Linked DNA regions of Gossypium hirsutum: region 1 is linked to region 2. The links are chromatin contacts, called in public Hi-C maps. All regions are on one chromosome and are shown on one strand. Each heading gives the region's core, a stretch centred on a gene start, on an enhancer-like site or on the middle of the called end of the contact. The rest is flanking DNA. Distances are from core to core; before and after follow the strand shown.

The links. A called contact is a pair of places that touch in the nucleus more often than the background predicts.
Region 1: a contact with region 2 is called in a Hi-C map of leaf, with 2.7 times the contacts expected there. The contact joins the enhancer-like site here to the promoter of LOC107893009 in region 2. A contact is called at or near these places in 3 of 34 Hi-C or Micro-C datasets (hypocotyl and leaf).

Annotation. Positions count from the first base shown.
Region 1 is chrD09:10,817,896-10,820,875 of Gossypium_hirsutum_v2.1, reverse strand. No RefSeq gene overlaps it. Among protein-coding and RNA genes, the nearest start is that of LOC107892209, 4.0 kb to the left of the region's middle. Within about 2 kb of position 1,380, at least 1 of the 9 cell types and tissues checked has an H3K27ac peak or open chromatin away from gene starts, as enhancers often do. A contact at or near this core is called in leaf, where this site is marked.
Region 2 is chrD09:10,652,757-10,655,456 of Gossypium_hirsutum_v2.1, reverse strand. LOC107893009 (18.1 kDa class I heat shock protein) reads right to left here and starts at 1,312. Exons shown (of 1, transcript XM_016818003.2): 1 at 625-1,312. The coding sequence starts at 1,270. The coding sequence ends at 785. LOC107893010 (a long non-coding RNA gene) reads left to right here and starts at 2,542. Exons shown (of 4, transcript XR_001682700.2): 1 at 2,542-2,700.

The DNA.
Region 1 (2,980 bases), core at 131-2,630, 170 kb before region 2:
TTTAGAATTAATATAAATATGAAGAATTTTTTAATTAAAAAATAGTTATTGGGATTAAGTCGAACTGTCAGGTCTATTGGACAACTAAAGTACTTTAATTCACATCTAGAGTAGACTTAATAGCAAGGCTTTTGATCGACCCTCTATTCCGCACATGTAAACGCATGAATTTTAACCATGTAGTAACCAAATCTTTCCCTTATCATTTACTTTTGCACTCTAAAAGGTAGTATATATGAAAAAATAACTAGTTTAATATATAAATTGGCTCATGATCTTCGTAAATTTTTTTCAAATTAGTCCTTAATTCTTCTTGAATCACATTAACCTCTAAAGATAGCATTTATGATTAACACCATTAATTTTATAACAGTTGAGTGACATGACTAAACACAATGATGACACATGAACAAACAGGGGAGCAACATGTTTCTTCCTATTTAATTATTCTAATATATATATTCAATAAATGTAAATAAGTTTTAAAATATAAGTAATATATGCAAGTTATAAAAGTTAAGAAAATTGAATATATATAATTGAAAAAACAGTTCAAATTTACAAAAATAATATTAAAATATACTTAAAATTTTAGAAAATTACAGAAAAATGAAAAAATATTTAACGATTCAAAAAATTGACTGATCAATATTTTTGTAATTTAATTTTTAAATTTTATAAAATTTTAACAATATGTTCTCTTTTTATTGAATTTTTTAAAATATTTTTTGAATTTTTAACTAATTGTTTTGTTTTATGTTTTGAATTATATATTAATTTTTTGAATTTTTATAATATATATTTCTTATATTTTCTAAAACAATTTTTTTTAAAATTTTTGAAGTTTTTTTTTTACAATTTTTAGAATAATTATAGAGGAAGACACTTGTTGTTTTCTTGTTTGTCCGTGTGTCACATCCTAATTTCGCCACATCACCCAAATATTTAAAAACTAACGGTGTTGACCATAAGGATCAATGTGATAAAAAAATCTAGAAGCCAATTTGAGAAAGTTAGCAAGTTTCGTTTATTGTCGTTAACTGGATACATTTACAATATGCAAACGCTGAGAATTAAATTTATTATCATGTCATATATTATCTTTCTGTCACCCAATCAACGTAGTTAATAAATCAAATAATTGAATAATTATTTTGTAATTTTTCATGATTTGGTGACTAAACAAATCTTAATAATAATTGGGTGACTAGTTTACCCTAAATAAAAATATGCATTGATGATATGTTTGTATATCTATACATACACGTAGGTGTATATATTATGTGTACTTCTTACATTACGATGAGAGTAGGGAGGGTCCAATTATTTAAATTAGGCCCGATTCATTGGGATGAAGTGGCCTATATATGTGTGCCATGATTGGCCCAGTTAAGACCAAAGAATCAAAAACAAGCTTTGCATCAACGAGTTCAGTTTCACCCCTCGGATTAATGCAATCTTTTCATTGAAAACTAAAATTAAAGAAACAAATTTAAGATTACCCAAACCAAGAAGTCATCGCCAAATTTACTTTCTTTTATGAAATCAACTCTAAGGACTAAAATTTTTATGATAATTTAGATGTTTTGAAAAACGTTAATTCAATTAAATTTTTTGTTTATAATATTCCCACTACATAGGACTTTATTCAATCGGTTATGCACTATATTTGTCCCTATAAAATATCAAAAAATTAATAGGTTATCTATATTTTAAAAATGATTGTTATTACTGTCTAAATTTTACTGGTTAACAGTTTTTTTAACTTTTTCGTTGATGAAATATTTTGATTTTTACTGTTATAACATTTATTCTAATCTAAATAAATAAAAGCAATTTAGAGTTTTCAAATAAAGAAATAATTATGTTAACAAAAGAAAAAGAAAAAAAAATTTGTTACCAGTAAAAATAAAGAAATAATTAAGTGAGTAATATTTAAAATTTTAAAAACACATTGTTAATTTTGATAATTTTAATATAAAAATATTAAGTAATTATATTTAAAATTTAATTACATAAGATTTGTTCAAAATCTTAGAAAGCTTTAAACTAAAAAAGTTACATGCATTTTTTTTAATGTATACATGCCTCCTTTTTTGTTAACTCTAAACTTTCTTTGATAAGTGCGATTTAGAAATTTCAAAAAAAAAATTAAATAAGGAATATTATTTGGTAAATTGATACATAAGTAGGGTTAGGGATTGACATGTGTCTTATAAAAATATATTGTCAGTGTACCAAATATTTATCCTTTAAATAATAAACTTCTAAGTATCTATGATTAATTTAATAGTTTTATTATAAAATTAATTTAATTTTAACTCATAAAAAACATAAATTATATATATTTAATAAAGTTAATTTATTTAAAATATGAAAACATAGGTGTCTCCCCTTATTTAAGTAATTACTTTTAATTCACAATCAACAAGAATTGACATCCTCACTAAAGATTCACTCAAAGCACTTAAAGCACTCAAAGTGTTTAAGGTTCAATAAATATTCACTCAAAATTAAATTTCCATAGGCTTGCTTGAAAATTAAATTTCCACCACTATAAAATGATATGACACATTAATCAAAAAGTCTTTAAGAGGTTATAATGGGGCTTAGGTTAAGGGTGTGAAAAAAACAACTAGAAAAAGTGGTTATAATCGAGATCGAGTTGATAAATTACCAAACTAAAAAAATAAATAAATGTTGAATTAAAAGAAAGTGCATCAATCAATACTATTCAAGAATAAAAAGGAGATTCTCAATAAAATATGAAATTAACTATTCAAGCTCAATTAACAAAGAATTAATCAATATTTTTTTTCGATTTTTTGAAGTAGAACAATAAGAATTAATTCAGCAATTCAAACAAATAGCATAGTTAGGCAACTAGCCAAATCAAATCTCAACAAAAAAGGGGTCAATAAAACTGGAAAGATTCACAACGAAAAAAAATGGGTTATGAGTTAACATTCACGGGTTAATC
Region 2 (2,700 bases), core at 63-2,562:
AGTATAGGCTCTGCCCAAAAAATGAATCTAATTTTTTTTCTAAGTCCGACCTAGATTAAAAATCTAAATCGAGCCTGACTTGACCCACCCAGGTTAATTTTTTTAGATTATTTTTTTATATAAAAACTTTTAAAAAATATAATATATAAAATACACTGAAAACGTTAAAATAAATATTTCTCAACAAATCAAAAATCCATTAACCAAAATCTTTATACTTAAATAATACTAATATATTTGCAACTTAGCAAGCAAATGTCTCAACAATAGTAGCAAAATTAATAATAAAACAAAATTTATATAATATCCAAACAGTAACAAGAAAATGATAGCAAACTAATGGCAACAAAATAGCATCGAAATGACAACAAAACAGTTAATTCGGCCTGAGTCAAAAAATCCTATTTGAGGCCTAGCCTATTTAAAAAAAACAAGTCTTATTTTTCGTTCAAACCCAGTTTTTGAACTTATATTTTTACTCAAGTACTCTCACTTTTCAAACGAAATTTTTGCGCATGTCCCATTTATCTTCAAGTTTTCTTACATGTATTTTATTTCAAAGGTTTTTTCTCAGTGATTTACTGAGAATTTTGGCTTGAGTTAAGTTATAAGAACAAGGCGTTCTCAAGAGAAACCAGTAAACATTTTATTCATAACTTTACATCCATGTATTACATGCCAGAAGCATAGACATTACATGAAAATGCAGCAACAACAACACACATGAAACACACCAAAGGAAACACTGAAACAAAACATGAAAATTTTCTCAAATGTCTTTCACTCAACCCTTGATCTCCTCAATCTCAATCATTTTCTTCTCTGGTTTCTTCACTTCTTGTTTGGGGACAGTCACCACAAGCACACCATCCTCCATTGATGCCTTAACTCCATCGGTCTTCACATTCTCCGGCAACCTAAAACTCCTACGGAACTCGCCTCTGCAACGCTCAACTCTATGCCACTTAACATTTTTATCATCTTTCTCCTCCTTCCTTTCTCCATATATTTTGAGCACCCTTTCATCATCAATCTCAACGTTCACTTCCTTTTTGTTGAGCCCTGGAAGATCAGATATGAACACATGGGCCTCTGGGGTTTCTTTCCAATCTGTTGGGGTGTTAAGGACTGGACATTTGTTGACCATTGAAAGGAAAGGGTCGTAAATTTCATCGCCAAATAATTGGGAGATGAGAGCCATCTTTCTTCTGGATTCTATGAAATGGGAATACAGTAATGATGAATATAATGTACAAATGGAACTTATCATATATAAAGGATGAATAAGCTGTCTCTTGAACTTTCTTGATTTTTACAATGAAATGGTTTCATATGTTCTTCTACAATCTTCTGTCGTTATAATTTCTTGCATTTTAATCAATAAAGAAGCTAGGTTGTCGACAAGTATTATTTTAACATTATATATAATGCAAGTTCCAGAAGTTTATGGATAAATTAATTACGTAAGCATCCATCATTGTTCTAAGAGATGTTCCAGAAAATGGAAATGAAGCAGGCCCAAGCCCTAATAGATGTCAGTTTCTAACCTTGAAAAGCCTGCAATGTCCTCTTTCGGCCCATGGTTTTGTTGCTTGGGCCAAATTGCACGTATACAAATTAACTCTTTTGAAAAAGTGGGGAGTGATTTTTTTTAATTTTTTATTTAATTTTATTAATGTATTTTTTTATTTATCTTCTTTTTGGATTAATTAATTATAGTAAATTCAGTCAAAAAATTTTAAATGATAATTACCTTTTGAGTAAAAAAACTCTAAAAGCGGCTATGGGTTGGATGCCATTTGTTTTTAAAATATAATAAGAGAATATTTGTTACATTGGTAATGTACTTTTTTTTATTACGTAAACAATCTTATAAAATTGTCATGACTCTCTCTTTTTTAAATATTTATTTTTTAATATTTTATTATACTTGTATAGTGGTCAAATTTCAAGTCGAATCTCTCTACTAGAATCGCACTTAAAATTTAATCTTTATTTTAATTTGACATAATTTGTATTGTATTTTTTTATTAACATTAGTTGATTCATATAGTTATTATCCACAACTATTTCAGTTAAAATGTTGAGGTATAATTTTTTTTTTTGGAAAGGACACATTCTAACTTATCATATACAGATAACTTTTTTTGAGGGTTAAAAATGTATTTTCTAAGAAAAAAAAATATATATATACACGAATAAAATTAATTCCCTAGGCTTTTCTCCATGATACATAGACAACTATTTTATTTTTATTCTTTTAATATAAAATAATAGTCAAAGTATATTTTATTCTTTTAGTATACTCATATTTGAGATTTAATTTTTATGTTTTAATTTGACATAATTTGATTCTCTACTTTTGTAGTGATATTAGCCGGTCCAAATACTTAAACATATAATTTAAAAAAAAAGTAACATCCTAACAATTAAAAGAAAAATCTATTTTAGCATGATTATTTGAAAAGTTTTAGGCTCTATTTGTTTACCTGTAAAAGCTTTTTCATAAAAACTTTTCAGCATTGTTCGATGTTTGTTTGGCTGAAAATGATTTTCCACGATAAAACATTTTACAAAACACGGGAAAAGGAGGTTTTTTTGGAAATGTCTTTCCCTTTTTATTTTGGCAAGACATTTTCCAAAGTTTTCCCTCTTCACATCCTAGCATCAGAACTTGCTAAATGCTCTCTCGTTCTCCTT